2 separate regions of the Xenopus tropicalis genome follow, and region 1 is linked to region 2. The links are chromatin contacts, called in public Hi-C maps. All regions are on one chromosome and are shown on one strand. The core of a region is the stretch at or near the end of the contact, and the rest is flanking DNA. Distances in the headings are between cores, read along the strand shown. Region 1 overlaps magi1 (membrane-associated guanylate kinase, WW and PDZ domain-containing protein 1). Region 2 overlaps magi1 (membrane-associated guanylate kinase, WW and PDZ domain-containing protein 1).

The links. A called contact is a pair of places that touch in the nucleus more often than the background predicts.
Region 1: a Hi-C map of neurula embryo shows a contact between it and region 2, with 2.2 times the contacts expected there. The contact joins two enhancer-like sites. A contact is called at or near these places in 2 of 5 Hi-C or Micro-C datasets (neurula embryo and tailbud embryo).

Annotation. Positions count from the first base shown.
Region 1 is chr4:143,981,605-143,984,523 of UCB_Xtro_10.0, reverse strand. magi1 (membrane-associated guanylate kinase, WW and PDZ domain-containing protein 1) reads right to left here. Exons shown (of 22, transcript XM_031901233.1): 4 at 862-1,071. Among named protein-coding and RNA genes, the nearest start is that of magi1, 220 kb to the right of the region's middle. Within about 2 kb of position 1,378, at least 4 of the 11 cell types and tissues checked have an H3K27ac peak or open chromatin away from gene starts, as enhancers often do. A contact at or near this core is called in neurula embryo, where this site is marked.
Region 2 is chr4:143,918,976-143,921,914 of UCB_Xtro_10.0, reverse strand. The region is part of intron 2 of magi1 (membrane-associated guanylate kinase, WW and PDZ domain-containing protein 1); the gene reads right to left. Among named protein-coding and RNA genes, the nearest start is that of magi1, 160 kb to the right of the region's middle. Within about 2 kb of position 1,299, at least 1 of the 11 cell types and tissues checked has an H3K27ac peak or open chromatin away from gene starts, as enhancers often do. A contact at or near this core is called in neurula embryo, where this site is marked.

The sequences.
Region 1 (2,919 bases), core at 129-2,628, 63 kb before region 2:
CCCAATAAGGGGTAATTATATCTTAGTTGGGATCAAGTACAGGTACTGTTTTATTATTACAGAGAAAAGGGAATCATTTAACCATTAAATAAACCCAATAGGGCTGTTCTGCCCCAATAAGGGGTAATTATATCTTAGTTGGGATCAAGTACAGGTACTGCTTTATTATTACAGAGAAAAGGGAATCATTTAACCATTAAATAAACCCAATAGGGCTGTTCTGCCCCAATAAGGGGTAATTATATCTTAGTTGGGATCAAGTACAGGTACTGTTTTATTATTACAGAGAAAAGGGAATCATTTAACCATTAAATAAACCCAATAGGGCTGTTCTGCCCCAATAAGGGGTAATTATATCTTAGTTGGGATCAAGTACAGGTACTGTTTTATTATTACAGAGAAAAAGGGAATCATTTTTAAAAATTAGAATTATTTGCTTATAATTGAGTCTATGGGACACGGGCTTTCCGGATAACGGGTTTCCAGATAAGAAATCCCATACCTGTATATGAATAGGAGAGGGCCTGAATAGAAAAAACTAAGATATAAAAAGTAAAAATGCTGATAAATCCAATAGTTTTTGGCTGCTAATTTGACTCCAATTTAAAAAGCTGCAAACAGTTACAAGAAGGCAAATAGTCTACAAACTTTAATGAAACTAATGATGAAGACCAATTGAAAAGTTGCTTAGAATAGGCCAATGTGTAACATAGCAAAAGTTAACTTAAAAGTGAACCACCCCTTCAACAATGGAACGCCTCTAGTCCATAGAGAAGGTGATGCCGTACACAGGCTCCAAAAAAAGAAAAAAAAAAAAAACCACAAGCAAAATTCAATTTTTTCCTTATTTTTTCTGTTTACCTGTAAAGCTACTGCTCATTTCAGGAGCATCATCATCAAACTCATAGTGGTCGGTATGCACTACGCCTGCATTTTGCATATCATTGTAAGACTTTGTTCGCTTGGGAGTCGACTGCTTGGAGCCGGCCAGAGGGTTTTGCAGAGCATCCCTGGAAATCACTTTCCCACTGGTGGGCTGGCTCGGGGGCTTGGGCGTCCCATAATAGTTACCTAGGCGACAGGAGCAAAATGTGCATGTTAGGGGGGGAAAAAAACAAAAAAATACCACAAAATACTTTGATAAAAATGACGGAAATTTTCTTTTGTTTTCTACCTTCGTTCTATGGGTTTGGCAAGGGCACTTCCATGGCTGGACGGGAGCGGAGGAGGAAGAGAAACACATAGCCGTCCTTTGTTGGGCTCTGGCTTTCCCCCGTCGCATTTATTAGGGGCATTGAGTGGCGCATTGTTGCACGGCATTCATGGTGGGGATGAGAAACAAAGGGCTGCTCAGCTGAATAGCAAAGCCCCATCTCACTGCATTTGAATTTCAATTAGCAAACCCTTATCCGAGCGTGCTCCGGCACAATGCAATGTCAGGGCCAGGCTCGGCCCAACAGAACATAGAAAATTCATTGCCCCCTTTAGCCCCCAGTGCCCATTGAAGGGACAGAGTGGCCCCACATTATGAAGCTGGGTTCATATTCGCCTGTGCGGGAGGGGGGGGGGGGGGCAGAGAATTGGCCGGGGGGGGGGGCTGCTCAAGATTCCTCATTAGAAAAAGGCAGCTGCTGGGAAAGTTTTGAAAAACTTAAGTGAAAATCTAGGAGTTTTCTGCTTAGTTTTTTAGATGATTCCAGGCCAAGTCATTACTTTCACGAGCCCTAAAATTAACACTAAAATAAACAGCGCCCATCTGTTACTGTGTGCTGCCGCCAGCAAGTTCTGCCAGATCTTATACGTGTGAAGATTTAAAGGGGAAGTTCACCTGCATGTTAACTTGCTGATTTATACACTGGGACTTTATGCAGCTTTGCAAATAGCCCTTTTTCATAGTGTTGGGGTTTTTTTTTTAGGGGGGGGGGGGGGGTCTGCCTTTCTTTTATCCAAAAATGAATGGACTGTCCGGTTGCCAGGGTTACCTAACTTGACCTCCCAGGGTCCCACAGCAAAATATTTTTTTTTTTGGGCTCCTCTCCAGCACTCTCACAACCAGCAATCCCTCCATTCGTCCACTCAAATAGGGGTTTAATTGCAAGGCCTTATCGGACCCTCTCTTGGCCAGGGTCAGTGAAGCACCAGGGATAAAACCCAGTGGGGCCGGCCCTTGACTACAACCTCCACTGGCAAATGTGGGTGCTGACGCTGCACCCCCTCATCACAGCCGCAAATGTGTATGCAGTGTGCAGGGGAGGGGGGGGGGGTAGAGTCGGAGTAGTACAGCTCTTTTACTGACTTCCTTGTCTAGTATGAAGCTCCACCCCCATTTTCTTTCTGAGCCCTCCTACTGTCTCCCACTATGATTGCTTCAAAGAGGTGCCTACTGGGCATGCTCACTGCCTCTGCTCCAATTAAAATCAGTCAATCATGCCCAGTAGGCACCTTTTTGAGGTCTTCATAGTTGGAGAGAGAAGGAGGGCTCAGAATGCAAATGGGGAGGGGCTTCACACTAGACAAGGAAGTCAGTAAAAGAGCTGTAGTTGAACTGTAAAAAAAATTAATCCGTATGCAGGGAGGAAGATATGTTATTCTGGGGGCTGTTTAGAGTAACTTAAAGGGATTTTAAAATAAAAGGCGTAGTTATCCTTTACGTTAGAAACAACTTCAACTGCCATGGAACCAAGGCTGTCTGTCCACATGGGGGAGCCAACAGGGTTGGGGGGGTGTCGGCCCTGGGATCCACTTATAGTGACACTGGGGGGGGGGGGGGGGAGATGACAGCAGGGGTAACAGAGCAATACTTATTACAGGAGGGCAATAAGGGGACACTAACAGGCAATGCCACTACCCAACCTGTAGTTCTTCAGAACTTCAACTCCCAACCCAAGGCCCTTTCAAATGAATGAGAAGTGGCTGTGG
Region 2 (2,939 bases), core at 50-2,549:
TTTATAGAATGAGAGAAGGATGAGATGGATTTAACTGGGCACAGATCCGTATTGATAGCTTAAAAGGCTTTCACAGATACAAACTCAAATATAGTAGATCAGCCGTTTATCCAGTGTAACCTACTAACTAGCCCGGGGCCACACCACTGGGGGGCCACTGTGCCACTGTCTGTGCTTGTCAGGGAGCCACTGGGCTGGTTGGTTGCACCATGGGAAATATTTAGGTTGAGGACACAGAGAACAAAAATATAAATATTATAAAAATAAGAATTTCCTTGATTTAAACCAAATTCTCACTTTGGAAACCGAAAAACCGATTCCGCAGATGAATACTCATATTTGGAATATTTTTATTCATGTTGTGAATATGTAATTTCCATTTGTTCCAGCTAATGACTCCCATGTGTCGGCCAATAACGCGAATGCCGGCCTCCGTGTTAATCTTCATTCGCCGCGTTTTCCCACCGGTGTCAATTAGACTAATTTACACTTTGCCGCGGACACGGGGGCCAACGCTCTGTTTGCGCGAACATCGCGGGGCCACGGCGTGAAGCCATGTTCCAACTGGGCCCCTCGAGCCGGCGCTGAACTTAGACCAACAGTCATAGGATGTTAAGGGATGCTGGGAGTTGTAGTCCAACAGAGGGTGATTAAATTACCTTTATCATTCTGAGACTAAAGAACAAATATTATACATATCTGATTGGTTCAGCCAAGACTTAGCCCAGGGCAATTAGCTGATTTACCCTCCCCATTGCCATTTACATGACTTACTGTGCATATTGCCCTGGGAGACTCATATTAATAAACTCATGAACTTTATTAAATTCCAACCTCCAATATCGCGGTTTAACAGAACCAGAATCAAGCTGGACCCCCATAAATAAACAGGCTATGAGCAAACTTAGGGGGCTGTTCCTGCTGAATTGTGCTTAGTACAGGGGAATCCCTATGCTGCCATGGTTTTATGGTATCTCTCTGTACAGGCTATGAGCAAACTTAGGGGGCTGTTCCTGCTGAATTGTGCTTAGTACAGGGGAATCCCTATGTGCCATAGTTTTATGGTATCTCTCTGTACAGGCTATGAGCAAACTTAGGGGGCTGTTCCTGCTGAATTGTGCTTAGTACAGGGGAATCCCTATGTGCCATAGTTTTATGGTATCTCTCTGTACAGGCTATGAGCAAACTTAGGGGGCTGTTCCTGCTGAATTGTGCTTAGTACAGGGGAATCCAGCTATCCCAAATCACTACTGAATGATGTTTCCAAAGGGGGAGGGGCTTACTGAGAAGCCGGTGAGGTTTTAGGTGGGTTGGGCATGTTTGTACATACCAGTTATAATCCAGCCAGCTATGTGTATAATGGGAATGACCTGGTCAGGGTGGAACTGCCAGAAATCTATTTAAAATTGTTGGACCATTTGCCTTTTCACTGTATGTGTCATATTTAATGATTTAATATTCTTTCCTCCACTTTATTATTTTACGTGCTGACTGGTCGCTGACCTCTGCCATCGGGCAATGAGTTGGGCACCAGAAGGGGGAGCCGCCGAGGGATTGAAGAGGAAAATAATGAAAGATGACAATAAGTTGGGAAATAATTCAGATTTTAACAGCAATGCCTGCACAGCGACTTTGTATTATGCCCATGTACAAAAAATGTTAATTTAAAAGCAAAGAAACCATTAAAAGGATATTGATAGAGAAAATGTGTCCGTATAAACCTGGTTTATTTGCTTCCTAAAAAGTTATGGGGAATGTAATAAAAGTAGCAACAGTAACTATGCAGCAATTACTGGGCTGCTGCCTGAAAGCAAACATTTGATTGGTCGCTTTTATTTAGGGGTAATATAGTACAAGTACACTATAGGGGTAATATAGTACAAGTCATGCAGTTTGTACTATATTACCCCTATAGTTACTGTGTGAGGCTGCACGGGGGACGGTGTTTCTGCTGCACGGGGGGCTGTGTTTCTGCTGCACGGGGGGCTGTGTTTCTGCTGCACGGGGGGCTGTGTTTCTGCTGCACGGGGGGCTGTGTTCCTGCTGCACGGGGGGCTGTGTTCCTGCTGCACGGGGGGGCTGTGTTCCTGCTGCACGGGGGGCTGTGTTCCTGCTGCACGGGGGGCTGTGTTCCTGCTGCACGGGTGAGTGTGTTTCTGCTGCACGGGGAGCTGTGTTCCTGCTGCACGGGGGGCTGTGTTCCTGCTGCACGGGGGCTGTGTTCCTGCTGCACGGGGGCTGTGTTCCTGCTGCACGGGGGGCTGTGTTTCTGCTGCACGGGGGAGTGTGTTTCTGCTGCACGGGGGAGTGTGTTTCTGCTGCACGGGGGAGTGTGTTTCTGCTGCACGGGGGGCTGTGTTTCTGCTGCACGGGGGGCTGTGTTTCTGCTGCACGGGGGGCTGTGTTCCTGCTGCACGGGGGGCTGTGTTCCTGCTGCACGGGTGAGTGTGTTTCTGCTGCACGGGGGGCTGTGTTCCTGCTGCACGGGGGGCTGTGTTCCTGCTGCACGGGGGGCTGTGTTTCTGCTGCACGGGGGAGTGTGTTTCTGCTGCACGGGGGGCTGTGTTTCTGCTGCACGGGGGAGGGTGTTTCTGCTGCACGGGGGGCTGTGTTCCTGCTGCACTTACTATTACTTCCATTTTCCTTCTGGCACAAACGGCAGCCCTGTCCTGTTATATAGGGTGATATAGGCCCAGCCAACAAGTATCTCACAGGGTATACGGGCCGAACAGCAACCCTTTACTCATAGATAGACAGATAGATAGTTTTTCAGATAGACTGATATATAGATGACGAGATAGATAGATGATAGATAGATAGATAGATAGATAGATAGATAGATAGACAGATAGACAGACAGACAGACAGACAGACAGACAGACAGAGCGAAATGCAGGCAGTCAGACAGACAAACAAACAAACAGAGGGATCAAGAGCTA